Regions from separate parts of the Mus musculus genome. Here region 2 is linked to region 1. Evidence: chromatin contacts called from public promoter capture Hi-C data. All regions are on one chromosome and are shown on one strand. Each heading gives the region's core, a stretch centred on a gene start, on an enhancer-like site or on the middle of the called end of the contact. The rest is flanking DNA. Distances are from core to core; before and after follow the strand shown.

Region 1 (5,528 bases), core at 2,038-4,537:
GGGTGCCTGTCCCTGCTAATGAGCAAGACCTTTTGAAAGCATTTCCCTCCGTACCAGAAGTGTGGTGAAGCTGGACTGTGGGAAGGGAAGGAGTGACGGTGGACCCGACTATGGAGAAAGCTCAGGGCAAGATGCACCAGAACCTGGAACACTCTTTCCTGGCCAGTCTGAGTAGCCCCCAGGTGACGCTGCTGTCTGTGCAGAAGAGGTGCACCTTCAGGAGGAGCTCGGGGCTTGGGAGCTGGGCCCGATCGGCGTCTTCGGAGGAGAAAGGTCCTCCCCAGCCAGAGGAAGAATTGTCACCGGGAGTTTTAGCTAGAACCCTGGAAAGGAGGTCCCAGGTCAGTGCAGTAGAACACAAACTGAGAGGCCCTGGGGACTGGGGTTAAGTTTGCACCTAGAGGTAGCTCCAGCTCTTCTAGGGGGAGAGGGGTGGAGGAGAGAGATTGGCGTCTGTTGAAGGACCACTGTACTTTGGTACTGACGACTGGAACAGTTTTATTTGAAGATTCTTTATTTTGCTCTCATCTCACAATGCTCTGAGGTGCTTCTTTATTGACCAGAGATAAGGCTTAGTTAGCAGCATTCAGACGAACCTCCAGGATTCCTCCCATTATTTTCAATTGCTATTTATTTATTCATTTTTGATGAATTTGTAGACAATCCCAAGAGACTCTTTCCCAGTTTCTCCTTGGGCAGGGACGTGTGAAATCTAGGGCAGCTTGCCGTGAGCACCTTTGTCTTTGTAATATTCTCTGACTCTGCCTTATGAGGGCTTTGTGTGGGACCTCTCTTCTGCATCTGAGCCAGGGATCTGGGTGTGCCTGTGTACCTTAGAGTTAGGGGATTTTTCTAGGCTGTTCCAGATGACAGCATGGAGCCTGGTCTCTGCCCCGACCCTGCCTTGAGCCCACTGAGCGTTGCTAAAGGGTATCCTGAGACAGCATGGAGTGGCAACTAGAGAGGGTACCACTGTCTCAGAATTTTTATTTTGTAAATTTAGCTGGCTGATATTGAAAATAACACATGCACACACAAGGACACACTGAAAGAGACACCGAAACAGAGACAAGAGAAAGTTTGCTAACTCTATTTATTAATTAATTTTACTCACTTGGGCAGGGGAGATGGCTTAATGCGTAAGGAACTTGCTGCGCAGGCGTAAGGGCCTAAGCTCGCGTCCTCAGCACTCTTGTAAAACTGGACATCGATAGCCACTGTAACCCCAGCACTCAGGGTGAAGAAAGACACTTCCTGAGGGTTCTCCGGGCAGCTTGATGAAAGGCAGGCTCCAGGCTCAGGTCTCAAATAAGGACAAGAGCAATAGAGACCCTTGAAGTTCAGTGACCTCTTCATGCACATGCATAGGGAAGCATGTACACACAAAACACCACACACACACACACACACGTCACAAACGCACACACACAAGCCACACACACACACACACACACACACGTCACAAACGCACACACACAAGCCACATACACACACAAACATAACATTTATTTTTTAAATTAAAATTTTTAAGTTTCAAAATATATAATTAAAAACATTAGAACACTTAAAGATAAACCTCAAACCGTATGTGCTAATGCATAGGCGTATATTCCTGTATGCTTGAGTGGCTCAACATAGAGACATCAGTTCTCCCACATTGGGACCATTAAGAGAGTAACACCTGTCTGTCTGGATACCTGGGATAATTTGGATGAGATCCGTTTTTTCCTTCCCCGCTCCCCCCAAAGCAGAGCCGTACCCCTGGCCCTGTGTGAGATGCTTTGAGTGTGGCAATCATTTTCATCTTCCTGCCTGTTGAATCTGATGTCCAGAGAATTCTGAGGTGAGGCTGGACCAAGTAGCGCATCTGTCGCTTTCCCAGAGTGGCTGTTGCTCTGGGCTACAACAATGACACCTGCTTCAAACAACAGAGAACAAATGGGAGCTTCTGTCAGAAGCCAGCAGGCGTTCCTTCTCAACTGATGGAGGATCTGCAGGAAAAAGTCCCCAGATGTTCTGAAGGATGGTGCCCTGAGGCGCAATGGGATGAAGCAGAGGCGCCTACAGGCCTTTCCCCAGCACTTTCAACCCCAGCCTGCTAACTCGAGGATTCTTTTTCAGAGCTTGCAGTGTAAGCTGTGTTGATTTTTAATATAAACCCGAGCAGGAGAGTTCCTTTTTACTCTCTCTGCAAACACAGTGCTAAAGAATGGAGCTGAGAACATGCACACACCACTTGTCCACACCGAAAGCGATCCAAACACCCCATGTGACTGTTGACAGATTGTTCTCGCTGCGGTGTGGCTCTGTGGTAGAGTGTTCACACAGGAGGGCCAAGGTTCACTCAGTTCTGCAACAGAGAGGCAAAGGAGACTCTTGATGGTTGTTTCGTAACTGTCCTTTGAAAAGCTTTGTCTCGTAAGTGCCTGTTGCAGAAAGCCTGCCTGTCTAGAACAGGCTGAGCACTGAGTATTGTCTGCCACTGATCAATTTCCTCTAACACTTCCACAAATCCTTTGCCAGGAATATGTAGAATCAGCTGGACAGAGATCGAGAGCTCTGGCGCCGAGGCCTGACTTTGGGATATCACAGGCAGAGCTAGAACCAGCTCATGGAGGGTGGGTAGTAGAGGAAAAAAAAATCTATAGAATTTTCTTCTAGAACATTAGATGGTTGAAGGGCTGTGTCTTGCCACAAGGAGGCAGTTTTCTATTTTCTGTGATGCTAGATGCAAGCAAATGCTCTTCAGTCGATTCTTAGTTTTTCTTCTACCCTTGATTTCTTTTCCTTTGAATCGGTGTTAATCATTGCCGACCCCCGGTCAAGCCATCATCCCAGGCCTCTGTTGCCTTCATACCGTTTTAACTTTTAAATCAATTAGTGTTCAGAATGGTAACTCATATGCAATTGTGTAGTAAAAATGACTTCTTTATTCCTGGGCAGTCTGGTCCCTCAGCTGCCCATCCTCTTCACACCACATTGGTTCCTTAGGCTTTTCCCTAAGGATAACCCGCCTGCCTAACGGTCTCTTGCCTCGCGTGGTTTTATTCAAGCCCTGTGTTTATTCCCTCCCAGCCCAACTGTTGGGCATTGTTACTGACACCGACCGCCAGGGATTTAACAGTGCTTACACGCTGAGACTTGTTCTCAGGGAATGATTGCCACCGTGACACCGGAATCCGCTACCTAACCATAAGGAAAAGCTATGTGGCAAACTGGACCAGTCTGCCAACTCCAGCTGACCTTCCAGCTGGCAGCGAGGCCCAGGTTAGCAGGCATGTGAAGAGTGAGCTGTTATTCTCCAGCCCCAGTGAGGTTCAGGTCACCACACATGATGGCAGGGATGGGCTGTTCCCACTGACTCTCATCCAGGGTGAGAAACTGAGCTGTCAGTACAAGCCATTAAGTTGTGTAGCAATAGAACACCTAAACAGGAGACACTACGTATCCTGTACCTTGTTCTTTGCACCGAACAATATATTTCAGTCTACTTCAGTATGTGCAGTGCTGCCTAATTCATGCTCAGAGCTGTGTAGTATTCCACTTTGTGGCTATGTAATAACTAGCCTACCAGACTCTTATTGTTTCTGCTTTTGTAAAATCAATGTCATCGTTACTCTAGAAACTTCATTTCACACTGCACATTTCTTGGATGAATTCTCAGGAGCTGAGTTGCTGAGTCAAACCTTTGTGAATTTGTTATTTTAATAGGTACTGCTAGATTGTCCTCCAGAGAGCTTCCATTCCCTTGAAGGAGATCAGAGAAGGACCTATTCTTTTCTTTCATTTATACTTTATGTGCGTGGGTGTTTTGACTGCCTGTATATCTTGTGCAGCCATGTACATGGCACACAGTACCTACATATTTCAGTAGAGGGCACTGGGTCCTCAGGAACTGGAGTTGGGATGGTTGTGAACTGCCAGCCTTGTGGATACTGAGAATCGAACCCTGGTCTCCTGAAAGAGCAGCCAGTGCTCTCAACTGTCGAACCATCTCTCCAGCCCCTCATGCTTTTCCTTTGAGGTCAGGTCACGTTGTGTTGTCCAGGCTGGAATGGAACTTGTGACCCTCCCACTTGAGTTTCCCAGTCCCTGCCATGACAGGTTAACACCACTGCTATTGGCCTAGCATCTCCTTTTTGATAATTTATGTTTCCTTTTTCTGGGACAAACCACCTTCTTTTTCCTGTTGAATTGTCGGCATTTGTCTTCTTCGAGGGAACATTACGGATCACTGACCCAGGTTTTGGTATGTGCTGTGTGAAGCAGGGTATTTATTTATTTATTTATTTATTTACATAGCGATTGATTGATTACTTTTTATTTTACCCTTTTCTCCTCAGCACACCTCCACAGCTTTGCTCACAGGCACGCACTCCACTTGCACTTTCTGCTTCTGGGCCCTGGGAGTGAGTCTTTGCAGCCACGTACCCAAAGGTGATGGAGTGCTGATAACAATTACAGAAAAATCAGACTTTTAAGACCTATGGAGTTAAGACGCTGCCTGTTCCGTCCGGGATTTGCAACTCAGCAGAAGTTTAAGATGGAAGGGCTGCTGATTTCTTTGGGGTTCAGTAACAGTGAGGGCAGGTGGGGCGGGGCTGGGGGAGGGTTCTCACTGTTCTACAGGGAGACAGGAAATTGCACCATGCTCTCCTCCCCTCCAGAAAGCATCCACACTCTCCACATCCATTGGATACTGTTAGGGTGACAACGGATAGGTTCAAGATGACAGGATGTCAGAGCAGAAGGGAGCCTTCACAACCCTAATCAGTGTGTGTGTGTGTGTGTGTGTGTGTGTGTGTGTGTGTGTATCAGAATAATGTCTTTATAGGAGTTGCTTCTCTTCTTCCACCAAGTGAGTCTTGGGGACTCGGCTCCTCTTTACCTTTACCTGCTGAGCTATCTTGCCGACTTGAGCCCAGTAATTTCACAAATGTTGTCTTCAGTTTTCTTATTTTGTATTCATGCTTTTACACCTTGAGATGGCTTGGCTCTCCATTTTCTCCATTCAGGGTGGGGTGATATAGACAATACTGAGTGGTGGGCTACCTTGTCTGTCCTCAGTGGGAGAGGATGCACCTAGTCCTGCAGTGACTTGATGTGCCAGGTGGGGGGATACCCTGGGGAGCCTCCCCCTTCTCAGCGGAGAAATGGAGGAGGAATGGGTGGGGGAGCTGTATGATGCGGGGGTGGTGGTGATGATATTATAATATAAAGTGAATGAATTAGTGAAAAAAAAGAGAAAATCTTTAGTGGATTTTTAAAATTATTTTTTGAAATTAAAGTATATCATTTTCCCCTTCTCATTCTCTCCTCCAGCTGCTCTTACACTCTAATTGTGCTCTCATTCTCTGTCTCTGTCTCTGTCTCTGTCTCTGTCTCTCTCTCTCTCTCTCTCAAATTTGTGGCCTCTTTGTTATTATTACATACGTATATACATAAATGTATAAATATAACCTGCTCAACTCATTTAGTATTGCTTGTGTGTATATGATCTCAAGGCTGACCAATTGGTATATTGGATA
Region 2 (5,505 bases), core at 2,269-4,768, 360 kb before region 1:
GTGCCACCACTGACCGGCTGTGCTCATCTTTTATAAATGCTAAACTTATATACATACCAAAGAATTATTTTAAAAATACTTGTGGCTTATTATAAGTAAATGTTACATTTGTATATATGTTTTATCTCCCTAAATACCTGTGGTCACATAAAATGTTTTTGAGTAAAGAAGATTGCTGCTATAAAACTTTTAGGAAAACTTAGACATGGACTCTGATGTGTAAATGCAACAAAATTGCTTTTGGTACACACACACACACACACACACACACACACACACACAGAAGCAATCACATATGAGATGAGATTTCCACATGCAAAGGTTACATCTTGTCAGAACACAGCTGTGCTAACTTGTCCACAGTGTGCCTAGCTCTATGCTGGCAAAGCACAGTAGAGACAGCATGTCCTGAAAAGTCTCCAATGTTTGCTAGCTGGTCCTTTTCATGAGTTTGTTGGGTCCTGTTCTACATGAATTATGAATAATTCTATTCTCTGTCCACCATTTGTTATTATTGTAATCGTTATTATTGTTGTTGAGAGAAGACATTGATCCCACTACTGGGCCAATGGAACACATCGTGAAGTCTGACAGTGAACTGTCAGGGAGGAGAGATATGCTTCCCTCTGATGAAAAGGCGGTGTGTGAAAATGGCCCCTTCTTACTTGCATAACCCATGTAAGGCTGAAGTACTCGGCAGAGTACCAGCTGTCTTAGACACACTAGGGAAAAGGCAGTCTGGAAAATCTGACCCGGACATGGCTGACCGGGACCTTTCCCACTTTTTGATATCTTTTCATGTACAAATTGATTACGTTACCTGTAGCCAAATTTGTTTTAAAATATATGAGAGGAGAGGTTTTTTTTCCAGTTATGGCTTACTGTTTCCTACTGTAATCGATTCATCCATAATTATTTTGCCATTATATTTTATCCTTTAAAAATATACATTTAAGACTCATAAAATACACATGGGATTTGACTTTCCTTCCCTCATTTCCACAAATGCCATAAAAATTCCCAAAGGAAAAAAACACATAAAAGAAATTGTCCCCTTTCAAACATTGTCCTAACAACTATTTCACCGATGCAACATTCTCCTTTTCTTTCACATAGTTTTACAGAAATCCAAATCTATGTTTGTTTTTCTCAGTGTCAAAGATTGGTTGTACTGACTCCAAACAAGACCCAAGGGAGTTTGCAACAGAAGTTCTATCAGTAGTCAAGAATACTTAGTGGGTATGAGGATGTGTAATTAGAGCATTAATTTCTTTCTCCTCGATCACCAAGTGCACATTTGAATCCAAGATGTTCTGTGTTTGTGATTTGCTTGCAACTCCAGTTTCACACTGCGTTATCTGCCCCCCACCCCCTGCCCCATGATGTCATTAACCTGCACATTGTGAAATTCTGGTACACCGACAAAGGTTTGATTCCTGTAGTCAGTCAGTCTGTCCTCTCACCTGCGTCAAACCTGCTGCCTTACTGGCCAGCCACACTGATATCTTGCATAATCCCAAGGGTAGTCACCATTACCTTGAGCAGAGAGTCCTGTGTGTGACTGTTTGTTCATTTGGAAGTCAGCCCTGAGACACACTTTGTTGTCCAATGAGAGCAGTGTTCTTTGCCTGTGACATGCTGTTTTCAAGAGGACAGAGAGGTAGGTCAGCAGTTAAGAGCACTCACTTGTCTTAGAGTTTCTATTCCTGCACAAACATCATGACCAAGAAGCAAGTTGGGGAGGAAAGGGTTTATTTAGCTTACATTTCCACATTGCTGTTCATCACCAAAGGAAGTCAGGACTGGAACTCAAGCAGGTCAGGAAGCAGGAGCTGATGCAGAGGCCATGGAGGGATGTTACTTACTGGCTTGCTTCCCCTGGCTTGCTCAGCCTGCTTTCTTATAGAACCCAGGACTACCAGCCCAGGGACACCCACAAGGGGCCCTCTCACCTTGATCACTAATTGAGAAAATGCCTTGCAGCTGGATCTCATGGAGGCACTTCCCCAACTAAACTCCTTTCTCTGTGGTAACACCAGCCTGGATCAAGTTGACACACAAAACCAGCCAGTACAATTGACACTCCCCCCTCAACTTGACACACAAACACATCACTATAAAGGAAGCACACAAGGAAGACGGCTCACCACTGGTACCTCTTGTTGTTCAAGGGACAACTTTGCCTTGCAGCCTCCACAGGTGCCAGCATGCATGTTTTCATACATACACATCAATTTCAGAATTAAAGGAATCTTTAAAAACGTGAAAAGGCTCATAGGGAGGCTGAAGCGGAGTGGGAAGCTGGTGGTGTAGGGGTCACATGACCCTGAGACTCTTCCAATTGAATAGGGCTAGAGTTAAAGATAGTTTTATCACTCCTGTGAACCACAGTTTTCTTAAGTATTCCCTGCTCCTTTTGATTTTATGATTCTTTTTTAAAGATTTATTTTATTTATGTGTAGTGTGTGTGTGTGTGTGTGTGTGTGTGTGTGTGTACCCCTGAAGGAACCTGCAGATGCTTACAGAAGCCAGACGGGGGAGCTGGATACACACCAGCGCTGGACTTGGGCGCTACCAGATGTGGGCTAAGAACTGAATTTTAGTTTCGTTCTGTTGCAGCAATGAAACACTGTTGCCTAAACTGCAGCTTGGAAAAGGTTTATTTGGCATTCTCTTCCAGATTGACGGAAGGCAGGAAGTCAAGGCAGAAGCCATGTAGGAATACAGATTACCGACTCACTTTCTTGGTTGATCTCTGGACGATGCTTTTTTCCCCCCTCCAATCCAGGACTTCCTGCCAGAGGAATGACACCACCCATAGTGGGCTGGGCTCTCCAGCATCAATTACTGATCAAGACATTGCTGCTACGGACCTTTCCATCCTCAGACTGACTGGATTTAGGCAATCCCTCTACTGATTCTAGGCTGAGTCAAGTTGATAAGTATCAAAGGTTCTTTACCTCTGCGCCCTCACTCCAGCGTCACTTTGAGCTTCTAATTAAAGCCTCAGGAATATATCGCTGGGAACTATAAAACCTGCAGCGGCAGCTTATATTGTTGTCTTTTCCATAATGTTCCTGGGAATGGATTTCCTTAGGGGAGAAAGAATGAAACCTAAAGCGACACAAAATAGACAATCAGACAAGCAACTAAAACCTAGGGATGTAGCTCTGTTGGCAGAGCGCTTGCCTAGCATGCAGGAAGCCCCACGTTTCATCCCAGCCACCTCACAAATCCAAGCCTGGTGGAACAAACCTGAAATTCCTTCTCTTGGAAGGGGGAGGTAGGAAGATCAGGAAGTTCCTGACCACCCTCAGCCATATAGCAAGTTAAGCCTGGGCTATGCGAGACCCTGTCTGTAGACAAATAAACAGATGATTTAAAAAGCTGCCCATAAGGGAACTTATAGTTCACCACTACCATTCTAGTACTTTCCATTTACTGTTAAAGCCACAGCCTCCTGGGGCTGGATAACGCTGGGAGACCTCAAGGTGAGTCCTCCCGGAGGCTGCCAGCTCGGCAGTCAGCGAGGAGAGCAGATTTCCGTTTCCTTGGCCAGCCTTCGGGAGGGAGGGGCGGAGGGGGCCTCGCGTGGGGGAGGGCCGGTAGGGCGGGACTTCGAGAGGGCGGGCCCTCAGGAGGGCGTGGCCTCCGGAGGGAGGGCTGGTGGAGGGGGTCTCAGGAGGGAGGGCCCGAGGGCCGGACCCACAGGGCGACCTTAAAAATTGCCCGGGGGCCCGCGGCCGCCAGCGGAGCGCGCGGGCGGCAGAGGGCGAGCCGGACACAGCCAGGCGCGGCGGTGAGGCTGCGGGAGCGGGCGGGAGCGAGCGAGTGGGCGACCGGCCCGGCTGGGGAACGCGGCTGACAGTCCCCGCCCTGCCGCACACGTGCCGCGGCTCCGGGCGCGCGCACCGGGCTCGCTGCGGGGTCCCGGGAGACGCGGAGGTTCGGGCGGGCGGGCGCGGTGGCCAGTGTGCGCGCGCTGCGCGGAGCAGAGCAGAATCCGGGTCAGGCCGGGTGAAGCGCTCCGCAGCTGCGGCAGTAGTTGGCACCCCGGTTGTCCCGGGCTGGGCCCGAGGGGTTCGATTGATGGTGGTGGCAGGCAGGCGGCCTTCTGCAGCCCAGCTGCAGCTCCAGCTGCAGCTCCAGACGGGTCCCTCCTTAGCGAAAGGCAGCCTCACCTGCGCTGAGCACCCGGGAAGTTCTTTCTGGCACCCTAGGAACCAGTGGTTGTGTCGGCGGCGTTGTTTCTGGGACTGCTGGGTAGTTTGAAGGAAGAGGGTGAGACGCTCAAAGGATTCGGGGTTTCTACTCCAAATGGTACAGCAGGCTCCTAAATTAGTTTAAATCCGCGCAGACCGGTCTGGTTTTTGCAGGTCCTGCATATCCCCCAAGCCACAGGTGATACTCAGGTCCTTGTGCATTCTTTCTGGGTTCATCTGTTAGTAGCGTTTCTGTCTTCTATAATTTGACAGATACCCCTGAGAAGGGGGCTAAGTGTTAAGAGTACTTTCCTGGTATGCAGGAAGTTAGGTTTAATTCCCAGCACGGGAAAGCACTTAAAAAAATATATCTTTTTAAAATTGTAATTAACATCATTTCCTCCCTTCCCTTTTCTACGCCTAACCCCTTCGGTGTAACCATATCCCCTACCCCCTTTCAAATTCATGGCCTCTTTTTCTCAGGACATATAATGCTACTTGTCTCTATATGGTGGATAACCAACTGGGGACTGTACTCTGGGGAAGACTATGCCCCCATTCCCAGCTTTCCTTACTCGTTTGTAGTTCTTTGTCAAGGGTTGAGACCCCCTCCCCCGAGATTTCCTTATCCATGTTAGTGTGTCTATTGCTTTCATCCTCATGTAGGTCTTGTCCCCAAGTTGATGCGACTTCATGGCCTTTCTAACATTTCTAGGAGACTCAAGTTCACAGCAAACTTACTGTCCCTTTGGCTCTTGGAGGGGGGGGGGGGATTAAAGGTTAATTCTGCACATATTATTTCTCTAGGACTTGAAATGTTTTCATTTGGTGTATGTGAAAGGGTTGGATTTATAGTGACTGCCTAATTAGATACACTTTTCTATGCCTCCAAAGTTAGTAAAGAATAGTTCCTGAGGAAACAAATGAACACATTGAAGCTCCTCTGAGACCACTGTGGATACTCCCCACCACCTGGTTGGTCTTTTACTTTCCCTGCAAAAATGTAGGCACAGGTGTTTCTGTAATCACCAGGTTGCTAGTTTTAAAAGAAAGAAAGGTTCTTGGAATAAGGTCATTGACTTTTTTTTTTTTTAAATTCTGCCCTTATTTTCTGGACTTTTTGGATGGCTTTGGTATTTGAAAGAGTCCTGGCCTAATGCACCAGCCCCTTCATTGTGATGAGGAGTAAAATTGTTCTCTGTTACGTGTAAATTAATTCTGTATTTTGAGAGCATACAGAATAGTTTTGGATGATTGGTAACTTGGATCTTGTATGTTGAGTCATTCTCCTTTCTAGTTAATG

Evidence for each region. Promoter capture Hi-C pulls out the DNA fragments that hold promoters and counts their contacts.
Region 2: a promoter capture Hi-C map of liver shows a contact between it and region 1. The contact joins the promoter of 1810012K16Rik here to the enhancer-like site in region 1. A contact is called at or near these places in 6 of 39 promoter capture datasets (3T3-L1-derived adipocytes, HPC-7-derived erythroid cells, hippocampal neurons and 2 more), 3 of 484 Hi-C or Micro-C datasets (the G1E-ER4 cell line and liver) and 1 of 115 datasets of contacts at active chromatin or transcription factors (pancreatic cancer cells).

Annotation. Positions count from the first base shown.
Region 1 is chr8:22,034,035-22,039,562 of GRCm38.p6, reverse strand. All of the region lies in intron 1 of Atp7b (ATPase, Cu++ transporting, beta polypeptide), which reads left to right. Among named protein-coding and RNA genes, the nearest start is that of Atp7b, 23 kb to the left of the region's middle. Within about 2 kb of position 3,287, at least 3 of the 459 cell types and tissues checked have an H3K27ac peak or open chromatin away from gene starts, as enhancers often do. A contact at or near this core is called in liver, where this site is marked.
Region 2 is chr8:22,396,734-22,402,238 of GRCm38.p6, reverse strand. 1810012K16Rik (RIKEN cDNA 1810012K16 gene) reads right to left here and starts at 3,518. Exons shown (of 3, transcript NR_045473.1): 1 at 3,256-3,518; 2 at 2,961-3,092; 3 at 2,648-2,794. Slc25a15 (solute carrier family 25 (mitochondrial carrier ornithine transporter), member 15) reads left to right here and starts at 3,618. Exons shown (of 7, transcript NM_181325.4): 1 at 3,618-3,799.